Regions from separate parts of the Sus scrofa genome. Here regions 1 and 2 are each linked to region 3. The links are chromatin contacts, called in public HiChIP or PLAC-seq and promoter capture Hi-C maps. All regions are on one chromosome and are shown on one strand. The core of a region is the stretch at or near the end of the contact, and the rest is flanking DNA. Distances in the headings are between cores, read along the strand shown.

The links. Promoter capture Hi-C pulls out the DNA fragments that hold promoters and counts their contacts. HiChIP or PLAC-seq counts read pairs in DNA pulled down with a chosen protein or histone mark.
Region 1: an H3K27ac HiChIP or PLAC-seq map of alveolar macrophages shows a contact between it and region 3. The contact joins two enhancer-like sites. A contact is called at or near these places in 2 of 47 Hi-C or Micro-C datasets (embryonic fibroblasts and liver) and 2 of 2 datasets of contacts at active chromatin or transcription factors (alveolar macrophages and skeletal muscle).
Region 2: a contact with region 3 is called in a promoter capture Hi-C map of liver, with 4 times the contacts expected there. The contact joins two enhancer-like sites. A contact is called at or near these places in 1 of 5 promoter capture datasets (liver), 2 of 47 Hi-C or Micro-C datasets (epiblast stem cells and liver) and 1 of 2 datasets of contacts at active chromatin or transcription factors (alveolar macrophages).

Annotation. Positions count from the first base shown.
Region 1 is chr17:14,616,384-14,620,223 of Sscrofa11.1, reverse strand. C17H20orf196 reads right to left here. Exons shown (of 3, transcript XM_021078198.1): 2 at 660-840. Among named protein-coding and RNA genes, the nearest start is that of C17H20orf196, 7.6 kb to the right of the region's middle. Within about 2 kb of position 1,688, at least 11 of the 83 cell types and tissues checked have an H3K27ac peak or open chromatin away from gene starts, as enhancers often do. A contact at or near this core is called in alveolar macrophages and liver, where this site is marked.
Region 2 is chr17:14,561,978-14,565,446 of Sscrofa11.1, reverse strand. No RefSeq gene overlaps it. Among named protein-coding and RNA genes, the nearest start is that of C17H20orf196, 47 kb to the left of the region's middle. Within about 2 kb of position 1,891, at least 5 of the 83 cell types and tissues checked have an H3K27ac peak or open chromatin away from gene starts, as enhancers often do. A contact at or near this core is called in liver, where this site is marked.
Region 3 is chr17:14,400,330-14,403,772 of Sscrofa11.1, reverse strand. No RefSeq gene overlaps it. Among named protein-coding and RNA genes, the nearest start is that of GPCPD1, 74 kb to the left of the region's middle. Within about 2 kb of position 2,057, at least 4 of the 83 cell types and tissues checked have an H3K27ac peak or open chromatin away from gene starts, as enhancers often do. A contact at or near this core is called in alveolar macrophages and liver, where this site is marked.

The DNA of each region.
Region 1 (3,840 bases), core at 439-2,938, 220 kb before region 3:
ACTCAGGTTTGATTCCCGGCCTCAATCAGTGGATTAAGAATCTGGGGTTGCCTTGAGCTGTGATGTAGGTCGCAGATGTGGCTCAGATCTGGCATTGCTGTGGCTGTGGTATAGGCCAGCAGCTGCAGCTCCTACTTGACCCCCAGCCTGGGAACTTTCATATGCCAAAGTTGTGCTCCTAAAAAAAAAAATACAAAAAAACAACAACCCTTAAATCATAGACTTTCTGGCAATTCAGTCAGGGAATTAAAGAGAAGCTGTTCCCCAAATCCAGACCAGGCTTCATAAGAGGAAGACTAACATCCCTAGTGCTGTTAGCTATGACACAGGGCAAGCCCACGTGGCTCTCTTCTGAAGTTTTCAAAGAACAAAACCGAAAAACAATTCCACTCATTCCCTATTGAACCAAGTGTTGCCTGTGTCTGAATGAATTCTGGACAGAGATCAGAAAGGGACTCAGACAAAAGGGCCTCCAGGAAACAGCTCCCTGTCGCAGTTACACCAGGGAGGCTGCCTTTGAAGTCTCTTCCAACGGTTTTGCTTACAGAAGATGTTTTTCTTCCCAAGACAGTGGACCCAGCCATTGGACAAGAGAAACAAAGGATCCCATACCTGCCTATGTTAGGATTTTTGTGTTTGTTTTAAACTCTGCTTCTTACCTGGATCCACATCAGAAGAGCAAGGAAATGAAAGGGCTTCCTCAGAACTGAAAGCCTCGCTGCTGGCCTCCTGGCTGGGTCTCTGCAACACGTAATCCCTTATGTCACAAGCGGATGGCAGGTCCAAAGCATTGCTTCCCTCCCACTGGCTACTGGGGTGGCATCCTGGGTGGCCATCGCCCTGCCATGGCAAAAGAGAACAATTCAATACAGAAGGCATCGCCTAAGAGGAACCCCCAGCACAGTCATGGCTCAAAGCACCTCAAAGCCCCAATAACAGGAGAACCAGAATAATTTACTTTCCTGTCATTAATGGTCCTCCTGGTCTTCACTTTAGACCCAGTATTTGCTTATCCTGTTTCTTCATCAAGAGAAACAAATACTCACAGCACAGAAAGAAACCATGAATAACTTCAGCTGGAAGATGAGCCGCCTATCTGATAAGGATGAACTACTGCATGGCACTATAATCCAAGGACTGTATGAATAGCTAATGAAAAGGGGAACACCCCACATTTTAAATGGGACAACATTTTTAAACCATAGGTAGGGTCTGATCCAGATTTCATAAAGTAAAATACTCTGTGTGGGATGTGTGTATGAAATATATACAGACCTGTAGTGATAAAACAAAAAAAAAGTCTGGAGGGTAGGCATTCCTGTTGTGCCTCAGTGGAAACAAATCCGACTAGGAACCATGAGGTTGCGGGTTCCATCCCTGGCCTTGCTCAATGGGTTAAGGATCCGGCGTTGCTGTGAGCTGTGGTGTAGGTTGCAGACGCGGCTTGGGTCTTGCGTTGCTGTGGTTCTGGCACAGGCTGGCAGCAACAGCTCCATTAGACCCCTAGCCTGGAATCTCCATATGTCGTGGGTGTGGCCCTAAAACGACAAAAAGATAAAAAAAAAGTCTGGAGGGTATATCCCAGATTAATTTCAGTGGCAATTAATTCAGTGGTTTAATTTCTGGGTAGTGAGATTACAGGTGATTTGCATTTCCTTCTGTGGCCTTCAATTGCTGACACACTGGGACTGGGGAGCAAAGGTGAATGTGACAGAGGCCTCCTTCGAGTTACACAGGGACGATCCCAAACATAGGGACAGTGTTAACACGATGGTAAGATGGAGAGGAGGAGGTAGGCTTTTTGCAGGAAGGTGTCCCCACACATGGGGCAGGCTGGGCCATGGTGGGGGTTGGGGGGGGCAGCATGAGCCCCAGAAGAATCAGCTTGGGCAACGACAAGTGGCATGGGGTGTCAGGAGTTGAAAGTGAGAGAAGCAAGGACAGTTTACACACTGGGTGACTGGGGAAGGACAAACCCTGTGGTTTTGGATGGATGGTCATGGGGCCTCTGCCAGCTCTGGGAAGGGCAGCAGGGCCGGGGTGTGATCATGAACTTGGATACACACACTCTCTAGCTGAACTCTGGAGACCTTGAAGGTGGCTTATGGGTTCAGCATTGGGACACTTCTTGTTAAAAATTAGGGAGTTCCCGTCGTGGCGCAGTGGTTAACAACTCCCACTAGGAACCATGAGGTTGCGGGTTCGATCCCAGGCCTTGCTCAGTGGGTTAAGGATCCGGCGTTGCCGTGAGCTGTGGTGTAGGTTGCAGACGCGGCTTGGGTCTTGTGTTGCTGTGGTTCTGGCACAGGCTGGCAGCAACAGCTCCGATTAGACCTGGGAACCTCCATATGCCACAGAAGCAGCCCTAGAAAAGGCAAAAAAACAAAAAACAAACAAAAAAAGGTATTCCTGGAGTCCCTGTTTTGGCTGAGCAATAGTGAACCCGACTAGTATCCACGAGGATGCGGGTTCAATCCCTGGCCTCGCTCAGTGGGTTAAGGATCTGGTGTTGCCGTGAGCTATGGTGTAGGTCACAAATGTGGCTCAGATCTGGTGTTGCTGTGGCTGTGGCATGAGCTGGCAGCTGCAGCTCCGATTCGATCCCTAGCTTGGGAGCTCCATATGCTGCAGCAGCTCTAAAAAGACAAAAAAAAAAAAAAAAAAAAAAATTAGTTGTTTACCCTCCCTGGTTGATATCTACCTGTGGGTGCTGGGTTCTCTACTGGAGGGCTCTTAGCAGGGCATCCAGCCCTGCCCACGTCTCTGTAAAATAATTATGGGTCTGGGGAGATCTTGGACACTCTGCTACTCTGTCTCATGAGTTGTCATCAGTAAATCTTTTTTTCTTTTTCTTTTGTAGAAGGGGAGGGGTGAGTGCATGGGGCATGGCATGCACAATCTCTCCAGCCAGGGATAAAACCCGCGATACAGTAGTAACCCTAGCTACACCAGTGACAATGTCAGATCCTTAACCACTAGGCCACCAGGGAACTCCAGCAATAAATCTTGTTATATTTATTTAGGAACAGAAATAAGAGTCAAACTTAATACCTACATGGATCAAGGGGCTAAAGAGGTACCAAGAGTCAACAAAGAGTGGCAGCTTTGGTGACTGGGTTGCATCATCAACTGCATTAAAGCAGACAGGAGAAGGAACAGGTTTGGGAGGAGGCAGTATTCCAAATTATGGAATACTATCCAAATCTTAAAATGACAGTCAGAACTTGAAAGATGTATGTCTGAATGACAAAAGCAATTTCAGAATAACATGAATAATAATAATACGAGTAGTTAACATTTATTGAGTGCTTACTGGATGCCAGATGTTGTGCTAAAAGCTTCATCTACAGGTAATCCTAATTATTACCCTCACTTAGAGTCAGTCCCAAATACAGACAGAAGTGGAGTAACTCACCCCAAAACCCATCTAGAAAGTACCAACCTAGGATGAACCCAACTCCAAGACCTCCCAGCTTTCTGTGTTTGAAGAGCCTCCAAACTGCAACCCAAGCTACCACCTAATTTAGGCAAAGACCAAAGATAGGAGGTATAAAAACAAATCGACAGAGAGACCTGGCCAGATCCTTCTTGTTTGAGGACAACCAGTCACATGTTGTTGTGGACATTCACTCAGGCAGAGAATGAGCCAAGACATCAGCTGATTGCTTCTGAAAGGAGTGAAGTGACCAAGGTTCCCAAAGCAAGAACATCCTGTCTTTGCACATGTGCCACATTAGCCAACCAAGCCCCATGTTTCAGCAAACACCTCTGCTGCAGACATCTGTGGCTCCTCCTTCTGCCCTCATATTACCCAACACTGCTCTGGAGGCTTCTGGAAGG
Region 2 (3,469 bases), core at 642-3,141, 160 kb before region 3:
TCTATTTTGAGTTTTCTCTAAAACTCACTCTTCAAGGCTCATATGAAAGCTGCTATCATTAGAGCCAGAATTAAATGGTGAAGTTGATGGAGGGTGTGGTAAACTTGAGTTATGTCCCTTCTCCTAAGATGTTCACATCCTAATTCCAGAAAATTTGAGTAAATTATCTTACATGGATGGAGTTCTCTAGTGGTGGCCTAGAGGTTAAGGACTCGGTGCTGTCCCTACTGTGGCTCTGGCTGCTGCTGTGGCTCAGGTTTGATCCCTGGCCCAGGAATTTCCCCATCCTGAGGGCATGATCAAAAAAGAAAAAAAAAAGGAGGTCCCATCGTGGTGCAGTGGAAAGAAATCTGACAAGGAACCATGAGGTTGTGGGTTCTATCCCTGGCCCCACTCAGTGGGTTAAGGATCAGACGTTGCCATGAGCTATAGTGTAGGTCGCAGACATGGCTCAGATCTGGTCTGCTGTGGCTGTGGCATAGGCCAGCAGCTGTAGCTTGCATTAGAGCCTGGGAACTTCCATATGCCGCAGGTGCAGCCCTAAAAAAAAAAAAAAAAAAAAAAAAAAAAGGAAAGCAAAAAAGGGTTGTTGCAGTTGTGATGAAATTAAGGATCTTGGAGAATTCCTATGGTGGCTCAATGGTAACAAATCCAACTAGTATCCATAAGGACTTGGGATAGATCCCTGGCCCCACTCAGTGGGTTAAAGATCTGGTGTTGTTGGGACCTGTGGTGTAGGTCACAGATGTGGCTTGGATCTGATGTGGCTGTGGCTGTGGTGTAGGCTGGCAGCTATAGCTCTGATTTGACCCTAGCCTGGGAACCTCCATAGGCCGTGGGTACGGCCCTAAAAAGATAAGATAAAAAACAAAAAAAAAAAAAAAAAAAAGGAAGAGAACAAAACAATTCAATGAGGACTCCTGTGAGGAAATCACTCAGATTTGCAGATGTGGCTTGGGTCCCACATTGCTGTGGCTGTGGTATAGGCTGGCAGCTGTAGCTCTGATTGAACCCTCAGCCTGGGAACCTCCACATGCTGCGAATGCAGCCTAAAAAGCAAAATAAATAAATAAATGTATAGTTTGCATCTACTGGAGCCAGGGTAATTTATTGAAATGCAAAATTTTTTTCTATGTTTAGCCAGCCCTCACCATCTGTAAGGTAATAGAAACTCTTCCTATTTCCAGGGAAGGATGAAGGTCACTAAAGAAGGGGGTGGGATGTGAGTGCCCTTTGAGTGACAAAGGGGACAGCGTTCTGGAGCTTTACCAACATACCTGGCGCTCTACTGAGATGTCTGGTAGTTTACCAAGATCCCCTCTTCAGAATCAAGACAAGTGTCCCATTGTCAGCCAGGGGTGTTAGGCTCTGGCCGGTACCTTGATGTATGTGCCCTTCCTGGGGGTACCAGTGTCCAAAGAGTAATTGCTTCAATTTAGAATGACTCTGAAGGACCACTCCAGCTCCTGAGCTGGTGGGATCAGTTGAGGCCTATACAGTGACAGCATCATAGCCCAAACCTCTCTCCAATACCCCCTTAAAGATATTGTCCCTGGGAGTTCCCTGGCAGTTTAGTGGTTAGGACTTAGCACTTTTACTGCTACAGCCCAGTTCAGTTCCTGGTCTGGGAATTGAGATTCCATATCAAGGCGTTGCAAGCCATGGCCAAAAAAAAAAAAAAAAAAAAAAAAAAAGATACTGTCCCTGAAAACACTGCCCAATAAATTCCTACATGCAGCCTCAGAGTGTACTTTCTGACACTGATAAGGGAGCTGCCAGGTGTACCAAGTGCCCATCCTCAGCTCTGCCAGCACCTGGAGGAGGCGGCAGGATGTCATAAGAGAATGGCTGCATGCTGCATTCCGGGGGAGGCAGTTGCTCACAGTGAGCTGATCCAAGTCTTCTGACGTCTGCGGCTTTGCTTTCCACCTGATCTCTCTTCTAGCACATAGGTTAAACTATATCCATGTTGGCCGAGAAAGAATGCTTGACCCCCTGGAAAGACACCAGGCATTTGTTGTGTCTAACGCGAGGCCCTTCCTCCTGCCGTCTTCTGTGCCTTGCAGCACAGTCTTTCTGGAGCCACTGTCTTCATGTTTCCCTTGGCACCTAAATAAATTCCCAGGGTTATTGCCAGAATTCAAACAAACAACCCTGACCTCAGCCTGAACTGAAAGGGAAAAAAAAAGGTAACCTTAGATCACCTTTTCTCCTCATTTTAGGTAGACAGACCTTTTAGCACATGGTCCAATAGAATATCATCTTAAGCTATTTATATTCCTTACCCACACGTCTTGAACTGGAACCTTGTAATTGGCCAAGAAGGACACGTCAGGGATAGTCATTTATGTCCTGGCGTTGATGTAGACCTCATTAGTTGGAGATGACCTGGGTGGCATAGGCACCAACCAACCACATGGGTGCCAGCCAGTCCAAGCAGATGCCTGTAAACAAGCTCTACTGGTTTGTACTGGCAGGGTTTTACCCTGCAGCCAGCTGCAGCACCAACTCTCCATCAAACAGCAGTGATAAGCACCGCCTTGGTTGGCTTCCCCCAAAATCCAAAATTGAAGAGAAAGACATGGATGCAGATAGTCTGTTTGGGAGATGGTCCTAGGAGGCAGAGATGATGGAGTGGGGAGAAAAACCAGCACGGGTGTACTAATGAACCAGGTACCACTGTGGGCAACTAAGACTGTCTCGCTGGGACCCTCTGAAGAACCATGGAGAAAGCACATCAGAAGTGTCCCACCAGAGGATAGAGACTTGGCCTTTATCCATTGACCCGCATCCCCCATTAGATGAATGTTATCTCTCTCGGGGATCTTAATTACCTGGCACTTTCAAGGCACCTGAATTGGTCTAAGTGACCTTCCATTGTCTTAGAGAAAGCAGAGAGCTTTATGCTTTAGAAGGATGCTGGCAGGAGTCCTGCTGTGGCTTACCAGGTTAAAAATCTGACCAGTATCCATGAGGATGTGGGTTTGATCCCTGGCCTTGCTCAGTGGGTTGAAGGATCCAGCATTGCCATGAGTTGCAATGTAGGTTGCAGATGTAGCATGGATCTGGCGTTGCTGTGGCTGTGGTGCAGGCTGGCAGCTGCAGCTCCAGTTCCACTGCTAGCCTGGGAGCATCCATATGCTGCAAGCGCAGCCCTCAAAAGACAAAAAAAAAAAAAAAAAAAAAAGGATGCTGGCAATGTGTACTAATTGACTCCCAAAGGTACAGTGAAACTAGGTGAGATGAGAGGATGTGACATAGGACATCATAAACATCTGCTACAAAAGCTTAATAAAAATATAGACAAGGTACACCAGGATGGGTGACTATAACCCCTTAAAATTACTGTTTTTTTGGTCATGCCTTCGGCCTGCGGAAGTTCCCAGGCCAGGGGTGGAACATGGGCCACAGCAGGAACCAGAGCCACAGTAGTGACAACACTGGATCCTTAATCGTTTGAGCCACCAGG
Region 3 (3,443 bases), core at 808-3,307:
GTCTAACTGAGGAGGTAGAAATGGCAGAAGCAGGAAACTGACAGGTCCAGGTCTGACCCCCTGCTTCACTGGAGGAGGGCTGAGCCACGTCAGATGAACTTGGATGGGCAAGACCAAGAAGGTGGCTGCTTAACGGCCATCACCCATTAGGTCCCCCTCTGTGAACTCCTTTCCAGCTTCCTTGAGTTGAACTGGCCCAAGGTTTTCATCACCTGGGCGCTTACCTCAGTTACTTTTCATGTGTTTCCTCTCTTAGACTGTAAGACCTTTCCGCACAGAGAAAATATCTGCTCTATGACCTTAGCACCAAGCACAGGTCCGGAAATGAGCATATTTACTGAATGGTGGGTATTTAGTAGACGAGAGAAAAGATCATTACTATATATATGTGTGTACACGTAAAAATACACTCACAAACAAATACATATACATATACGCATATATGTGTATATAACGGCCGAATCTGTGGCATGTAAAAGTTCTGGGGCCAGGGATCGAAACTGTGCCACAGCAGCGACCCGAGCCACAATGCTAGATCCTGAGCCACCAGGGAACTCCCTGGTGGGCTTTTTTAAAAAAATTTATGTATGTATGTATTTATTTATGCTTTTTTTTTTTTTTTTTAGGACCACACTTGCAGCATATGGAGGCTCCAAGGGTAGGGGTCTAATTGGAGCTACAGCTGCCGGCTTACACCACAGCCACAGCAACGCGGGAGCTGAGCTGCATCTGCACCACAGCTGCACCACAGCTGCACTACAGCTGCACTACAGCTGCACTACAGCTCACGGCAACGCTGCATCCTTAACCCATTGAGTGAGGCCAGGGATTGAACCTTCAACCACATGGTTCCTAGTCAGATGCGTTTCTGCCATGCCACCATGGGAACTCCAATTTATTTAGGCTTTTTAGGGCTGCATATGGATGTTCCCAGGCTAGGGGGTGGAATCAGAGCTACAGCCGTCAGTCCCACTGAGCAAGGCCAGGGATCAAAACTGCATCCTCATGAATACTAGTCAGATTCATTTCCTCTGTGCCACAACCGGAACGGCTCCCTGTTGCTTTATGTTTATTAAGTGTTTTATTCATCACAGCCACCTAGTGAGGCAGGTACCACTATTACTCGCACTGTCCAGAAAAGAGACTGGCCAGCCAGGAGCGAAGTGCGGAGTCTTCAGCACCAATGCCGGCCAGAGTGATGGGGGGCGGAGGGGAGGTTCAGATCCGGAGATACTGAGCAACGGGACCCGCAGGACTGTGTGTGACCGCATGGGGTGAGGGAAGGGAGGTGTGGGTCGTGACTCCCAGGCTTCTGTCCTGAGCAACTGCGTGGACAATGCTGCCCTGTGCTGCCATGAGGCCGTATAGTGAGCTCCCCTTGGGGCCTGTCTTGTCTGAAGGGTCTGAGCCCAGTCAAGGGGAGAGTCCCCATGAGCAGCTGGATATACTGGTCTAGAACTGAGCAGGATGTCGAGTAGAGAATTCAGAGTCCTCACTCACCCTGGAGATCTGTCTGCCGCGTGCCTTAGAGAACCCCAGGGGTGAGCACCAGGCCATAAGGTTACTCAGGCTCCAATCCCTGTTTGCTAATGCCAGGCCATTCCTGGGGCCAGCACACCCTGCAGAAAAGTGGAGAGACCCCCTTCTTCACCCTCTAAGAACAACAGCCTTGAGTTGGTCTCACCTTTATATTATCCAGACCAGTTCCCTTAAATCAAACCAAACGATTTGTCTAGCCAGACTGCCATCTGTGCCAACGAAAGTGTAGCTGGTGCCAAGAATGATCAGTATTTGAGCCTGACCAAAAGGACACACGAAGTTCCCCTGCCATTCCCCCTGCACCCCCGCCCAGTTTCTGGGCAGCCAGAAACTGCACCCTGTGGCCTGACCTTCCAGGCCCAGCTAGGTCCCTGCTCCAGGGCACTGAGCAGCTTGCAGAAGAGCAGGGGTTTAGCTGGAACTTTCTCACATCGTCACCCCACTTACAGCACTTGGCACATTGCTTTATACTTCTGATTTACATGCCCTTTGTCTTAGTCCGCTTGGGCTGCCATGACAAAACACACAGACTGAGGTGGCAGAGATAACAGGAAATGATTGCTCACAGTTCTGGAGGCTGGAGGTCCAAGATCGTCTGGGTGCTAGCAGTCAGTCCCCATGTCCTGGCTTGCAGACGGCCTCCTTCCTGGGTCCTCACGTGGCCTCTCCCTGGTGTGTGCACTGGGGGAGAGAACCAGCCTCCTCCCCGCCGCATTTTTGTCTTTTTAGGGCCGCCCTTGTGGCATATGGAGGTTCCCAGGCTAGGGGTCTAATTGGAGCTGCAGCTGCCAGCCTGCAACACAGCCACAGCAACAAGGGATCTGAGCCGCATCTGTGACCTACCCCACAGCTCTTGGCAACGTCAGATCCTTAACCCACTGGGCAAGGCCAGGGATGGAACGCACATCCTCGTGGATACTAGTCCAGTGCGTTACCGCTGAGCCATGACGAGAACTCTCCCTTCCCCTTCTTATAGGGGCACTGAGCCATCGAGAGCATCTTATGCTCATGACCTCATCTAAATTTACTTGCTTCCCAAGGTCATGTCTCCAAACACCATCACACTGAAGGGCAGGTCTTCAACCCACCATCACACTGTGGGGGACAAGATTCTGTGCCTAGCACCCCTATCTTCATAAGGACAAATTTACCCCCAACACCTGGCTCAGAGCTTGGCACTCACTAGGCCCCAAGTGATACATGGATGAATAAATAAAAATGGCCCAAGCTTGTCCCCTGTTGGTGGGGTCAGGCGAAGGTCCCCCCATGCCTCTGAATGCCCAGCTCTGACTGGACCCCTAGCCTGGGAATCTTCATATGCCAGGAGTTTGGCCCTAAAAAGGAAAAAAAAAAAAAAAAAAAAAAAAGCCACTTGGCACTTGGTCTTTGTTGCTACATGGAAAGCCCTGCCCACAGGGGTCTGCCCAAGACCTGGATAAGACTGGGAGCAGAGCTTCGCTGCCCTTGGGGAGCTGCCCATGTGGCCGGGCCCCCAGGAGACCACAGGGGAGAAGCAAAGGGCCGGCTGGCGTGATGCGCTGCCCCAGCTGCCCTGTGCTCCAAGAGAGCTGCAGAGTCAGCCTGGGACCCACTGGTCCCCCCACAACCCTGTAGCCCTGAGTGAGTGACACCCCCCACTTCCTGGGGGCAGCGAGGAAGACCCTCCACAGCTGAGCAATTTCCATTCAGAGCCGCCATGTTGTCCGCGTGCATGAAGGTCACGGCTCTCTCTTCGTCCCCTCCCAGCACTGGGAGTGTGATGCTTTGGAGAAAGGAGCGAGCTCTGGGGAGGCAGCCTGGGGGGCAGGAGTGACAGACTGCTTGTCCCCCCGCCCCCGAGAGCCTGCGTCTAGGCTGCAGGCAGTCAGAGGCCATGTGTGTGGGGAAGCCGTTCCATTTGGGTT